Linked DNA regions of Mus musculus: region 1 is linked to region 2. Evidence: chromatin contacts called from public HiChIP or PLAC-seq data. All regions are on one chromosome and are shown on one strand. Each heading gives the region's core, a stretch centred on a gene start, on an enhancer-like site or on the middle of the called end of the contact. The rest is flanking DNA. Distances are from core to core; before and after follow the strand shown.

The links. HiChIP or PLAC-seq counts read pairs in DNA pulled down with a chosen protein or histone mark.
Region 1: a contact with region 2 is called in an HNF4G HiChIP or PLAC-seq map of pancreatic cancer cells. The contact joins the promoter of Stn1 here to the promoter of Nt5c2 in region 2. A contact is called at or near these places in 1 of 39 promoter capture datasets (pre-B cells) and 2 of 115 datasets of contacts at active chromatin or transcription factors (bone marrow-derived macrophages and pancreatic cancer cells).

Annotation. Positions count from the first base shown.
Region 1 is chr19:47,535,818-47,538,517 of GRCm38.p6, reverse strand. Stn1 (STN1, CST complex subunit) reads left to right here and starts at 1,399. Exons shown (of 10, transcript NM_175360.3): 1 at 1,399-1,704; 2 at 2,147-2,322. The coding sequence starts at 2,169.
Region 2 is chr19:46,960,985-46,963,684 of GRCm38.p6, reverse strand. It overlaps Nt5c2 (5'-nucleotidase, cytosolic II), which reads left to right and starts at 1,377. Exons shown (of 18, transcript NM_029810.5): 1 at 1,377-1,413.

The DNA.
Region 1 (2,700 bases), core at 150-2,649, 570 kb before region 2:
TTGTTATTTGGCACCAAGTTGCCAAAAGAAAGGGCTCCTAGCATTGACTTTTAAAATATCGATCGGCCTTGAATGTTGTAGGGTGTTGTGCTGGTCCTGCGGGGTTGAAGATTTCAGGATCGTCCAGGAAGGCTTGGAGTCTGGGAGTTCTACAGGAGGGAGGCTGAGATCTTTACAAAGCTCCATGCAAACCCCTCAATCTGGAATTCTACAGCTCACCCTCAGCTTCGTTACCATCTACTCCTCAGGTCTGGGGCTCAGATCAAGAGGCACACTCCCCTCTAAAGAGTCCTCCATCACTGTAAAAGATGACATCAGGGGAGTCTGCTTCTATTTATACCACAAGGCGTGGCCCTCCCCCAGGTTGGCAGTAAACCCAGAGTCCAGCGCTCTAGCCCTGAGAGCTCTGAGCGTCATTTCTGAAAATACCTCAACTTCTGAGGACAGCGGAGACTGGTCCCTGGACTCCACCCTGGCGCAGAGGTGTGCAGTCCTGAGAATGTCACCCAACCTGTCTTTCTCTACCTGACAGGTGAATTGGAAGCATCCATCCTACTATGTTTCCTTGGGAGAGAACCTCTTCTAGTAGAGAGGGATTGGGTTTACACAGATCTTAAACTCCACGGGCCCAGCCATTCTGTGCCACAGAGTCTGGGAGACACTGTCCGCTCCTTCTGTGGCCAGGGCAGTAACTGAAAGCCATGGTTCTAATGACACCCAGTTTCCATCCCAGCCCTTCTCTGATAGTTTAGCAATGATCTCTTTGGCCTCCTGCCTCTTTTGCCGCTGGAGTGAGTGACCTGCCCTCTCCTAGGCGTGTGAGTCCCTGTGAGTAGGGAAAAACGTCTTTATTTATATGGGTGGAGACAGTGGAGACAGGGCTCCAAGGAGGTGGCCATGGTTTATACAAGAATTGTCAGTCTCTCAAGAGTTAAAGGCACAACATCCTGGAGGAAACCTCATAGGGGTGGTTTCCGTTAGAGACAAGACCTCTCATTCTCTCGGGGCCTCAGGTTTAGAGCAGAACATCTGCAAGCGAGACTGTAGCATCCCTACGATGTCAGGGGATCATTACCAGCTGTGAAGAAACAGTAAAATACCCCATTGCCTAATTTCGTTGTTTGTTGCTTTAATCAGTCAAGACAACCCCCTGCCCTACTTTTAAAAAAGAAAATTTAAGTTTGATCCCGTCCCAATTTCCTGGAACCGTCTGAGGGAATCGGAGTGACAAATGTGACATGGAAGGCGGGATTTGAGCAGCAGGAATTCCCGGGCTGGCTCGGGAATCTCCGAGATTAGGAGAGCCCCCAAGAGCCTGCGCAGGGTGTATGTAGACCGGGAAGGCGGCGTGGGCGGAACCGATACGTGGGGTGGGCGTGGCCTTGAGGAGGACGTCGGGGGCGTGGCCTCAGCGGGAGTGGCTGGCGGTAGCTAGGCGCGGGTGGCGGGAAGGAAATACGCCGGCGGGAGTGTGCTCGCTTCCTTCTCGCAACCGGAACTGGTTCGGCAATCTTGGCTGGCTGCTCCTGCTTCGGGAGAAGTTGTAAACTGCTCTGATTTCTGCCTCTTTTTCCTTTCCTCCGCTCTTCCCAGAGGTGAAAGGTCGAAGCTTGGATAGACACACCTTCAGGGCCCCCAAAGTCCACGGCCACAGGGACTCTCTCCATTACTCTCCGGATTCACTCGTTAAAACTCCTTTTTGGGGTACGCCTGTGTGTATGGTTATCCTCAAAGTGGAGAATTAGTATTTAGGGGATGTAGCTCAGTTGTTGGAGAGCACTTGCCTAGCCTGCACGAAACCTTGCATGAAGCCCTGCGTTCCATCCCCAGCACTGTATAAACCAGGTCTGATGGGACATGCCAGTAATCCCAGTACTGGAGGATCACTAGTTCAAAGCCATCCTCCACTACATAGCTAGATTAAGATCAGCCGGGGCTATCTGAGACCTCGTCTGAAAAGAAAATTTGGTGTTTAACTGATTCTCAGTTGGTATTTCGTCCGAAGGAGCCTCATACAAGGACTTTGCCATCTGCTAGGCATGAAGTTTGACAGGGTCCTGAACCCCTGTGTTACCCTCCTAAGACTTCTGGATGACCGTTACCCACACTAAACACCCTAAAACCTTATTTTTGTTTTCTTTTGTAGAGTCTTGGCTCTGGGTTAGCAGATGCCACAGCCCTGCCTCTTGATGGAGTGTGAATCCAGTCCAAGGGAAGAGGAGATCCCGCCCCTCTTTTGGGGTCTGGATCCTGTGTTTCTAGCCTTTGCAAAACTCTACATCAAGGATATCCTGGAGATGAAGGAGTCCCAACAAGTGCCAGGTATGTGGCCTGTCAGCTTAACGGACGCCCTGTGCTGCACCCTGACCCTCAAAGATACAGAAAGCCGGAGGCTTAGGGCATCTAAAGAGCCCTGTCTGAAAGTTATCTAGCCTCAACCTTGGAAAGAGTTTATTACTGTGATTTTTGTGCAAATTAAAGACAACCTAAGAATTTGAAGTTGATCAAACTTTGAGCTTTGCATTGAGCTCTTTCTCCCAACCTGTACATAACCAGATTCCAACGCTCGGATGATGGAAATAGAGACGATGAAGGGTTCAAAGCCAGCCTGGGCTACATAAGAGCTTTTCTCAATAAAATACATAACTAAAACCACATGTGCTTAAGGTATTCCATACTTTAAAATACCTAGGCTCCTTT
Region 2 (2,700 bases), core at 128-2,627:
CTCAGCTGACCTAGGCAGGGTGAAAGGCACAGGAGGGTAAGTAGAAGCTGTTAGCAGAGCCCTCCTGTTTTCAAAAACACCCTGTGGTTCAGGTTGACTGCAAGTGTAATGAGTCAGTAGTATGTCTGCCAAGAACTTTCTTCTCTTTTTCATTTTCTTCTCCTTCCTCCTCTTTCTTCCTTGTTCCCCCCCCCCCCCTCACCATTGCTTCCTCTCCCTTTTTTCTTTCTTTCATTATGTTGCTCAGGTTAACTTCAAATTCTGGGCTCACGTAATCCTCTTGCCTTAGTCCTAGCATCTCCAGAAGCTAGGACTCCCGGCAAGCTACCATACTTAGTGTTCACTGAGAACTTTACTGCACAAATGCAAGGCGCTGTTACAAAGTGGAAGCCATAGTCCTCCTTGATTATGATGGTACTACAAAACTTGGCTTAGTCTTGGATGATACCATCTAAAGGAAATCAAAATCAAATCAGCCAAATGCCTGAGAGAAAGACAAAGATCCTCAGAATTAGGACAGAGGAAAAACAATGGGAGGGATCAAATATCCCCAACTCGGGAAGATCTTGGGCAAAGTCCAAGGTCGAAGAACCAGTAGATCAGTTGCTTTTCCGAGGCTCCCAGGACTAGAATTTGGTCTTTGCGATGAATTCCAGAGCTGCCCAGACTAAGGAATGCAGTGTTCTGGACATAGTGGGTGGGCTGTCTTGTAGTGAAGTACGGTAACGGGTGTCAGTGTATTCAACTACTATTTATTGTTTGCTAGGATCCAGAACTAAGCCTGGAGTCTGTATTGTTTCATTCTATCAATAATATCTCGGATAAATCAACTGTGTGTAGTCAGGTTCCTTGGTTGGTTCCCTGGGTAAGTAGTGAAACTAGGATTTGAACTCATTCTGATAAACCCCAAAGCTGGTCCCTATGATTATCATGGAGTTGAGTTCAAGGTCTTCCAGGGAGACCCTCTGGTTCGTTTGTCTAGGAGTAAGCTGCTAGGAGTAAGGGACACACTCTTCCCACCTTAGGGAAAGCCTCTCGCAGAGTAGGCGTGGTCACCTAAGGTAGGGGCGGGGCAGCCAGGAGTGTGCTGAGGGGAGCAGGCAAAAAGCCAAGAGGTGGTTATTCCTAGGAAATGGATAGGTTGTTAACGTGCATCACCCTCGGAGTTTAGCAGCTCTGGGAGTTCTGTGGTGGGAAGTTCCCCGAGCCCTGTGAGGGGCCCTGAGACAGGACCGCCCGCCAGGGAGCATCGCCGCGGCCGGCTTCTGCGGCGGAGCCCGGGTAAGGAACAGAGCGCCGGTCCCTGGCCGGGCGCGAGCTGGGGGCGGTGCCGGGGCGGCGGGGGCGGGGAGGGCGCGCGCCGAGGCGGCTGCGGCAGTTGCGCGCTAGGATTGCTGCCGTGCGGTGCGGCCGGTGAGTGCGGCGGCACCCGCGGCGGGCGGGAGGGGGCTTGGAGCGGGCGGGCGGCGAGCGAGCAGGCTGGGGAGGATGCGCGGCCCAGCGCGCGACCCAGCGGCCCCCGCCGTCCGCCCGGCGTCCCTTTCCTCAGGGCTCCCTACCCCGGCCCAGATCTGCCCGCGCGCCCGCGGCCTCAGCGCCCCGGCGTGGCGCACGCCCCCGGCCCGGGCGCCCCCGGCCCGCCGCAGCCCCTTCCCCGCGCGGCGGCGACGCCCCCGGCCCACGTCATGCTCGCGCCATTGTTTCCCAGCGTCCGCTAGCTGGGACCCCGCCTTTCTCGCGGAGTGGGCGGGCAGGCGCCGCTCTCGGTTCCCCTGGTCTCTCTGGGCTGGCAGCCTGGCCTCAGTTCTCGTGAGGCGGGTGCGGGGCTCCCCTCATGGGCTGCGAGCCTGGCAGGGTTTGGATCTGCCCGCGGAATGGCCCACGAGCCAGTTTTGTGGTGCGCAGTACTTCCTGGAAAGCTCACATCAATTGCAAGTCTCGCCTAAAGACGTTTGGAGGCGGTTTGTCCCTCGCCTTTTTTTTTCTGGGGCCCCCGAAGCCCTGCAGGGCGAGATGCAGAAGTGGGGCCTGTTACAAGAACAGCGTTTTGAGCGGTTGGCTTTGCCTGGCCGCAGCCTTTAAAAGCATTAGATGAAGGTTTGTGTCGGATTTGTTTCACAGCCTCGGTAGTCGAGGGCTGTGCTCTAATAGAGCACTCTGAAATGACTAGTCACTCAACACGGTTGCGTGTTCCCCACCACTTCTCTGCGCCCCCCCCCCCCCCGCACATTGTTTCATAATGACCGTAGACCTATAATTTTTCTTAAGGGATGCAAATTCCTTTGGCCGTCATGTGTAGGGGGAGGATGTTAAAACGGTGCCATTTATCGTAGACGTAGTGAGTACAGAAAGACTTCAGGTCTTTCACATAGTCACCTTAGCATTTTCCATCAATGGCTAAGAATGTAAGAGAAGACATCAGGGCTTAGAGGTTCAGTTTAACAAACCAGCTGGTTAAAAATTGCAATAAAATCGTTGCGGGTGCTCGTAGTGGCAAGGTGGTTATGCTGGGCTGTTGATACAAGGATTGATGCTTCCCGGCTTGCTTCCGAAGAGCATTTCCATTACAATATGAACCTGTTTGTAGGCCTCGAACAGGCTCTGTACCCTAGTGGCCTCGAACTTGGGATCTTTCTCTTCCAGGTCCCTAACAGATATTAATAGGCTTGTTCCACCATGCCTGAGCTTGAAAAACTGGTT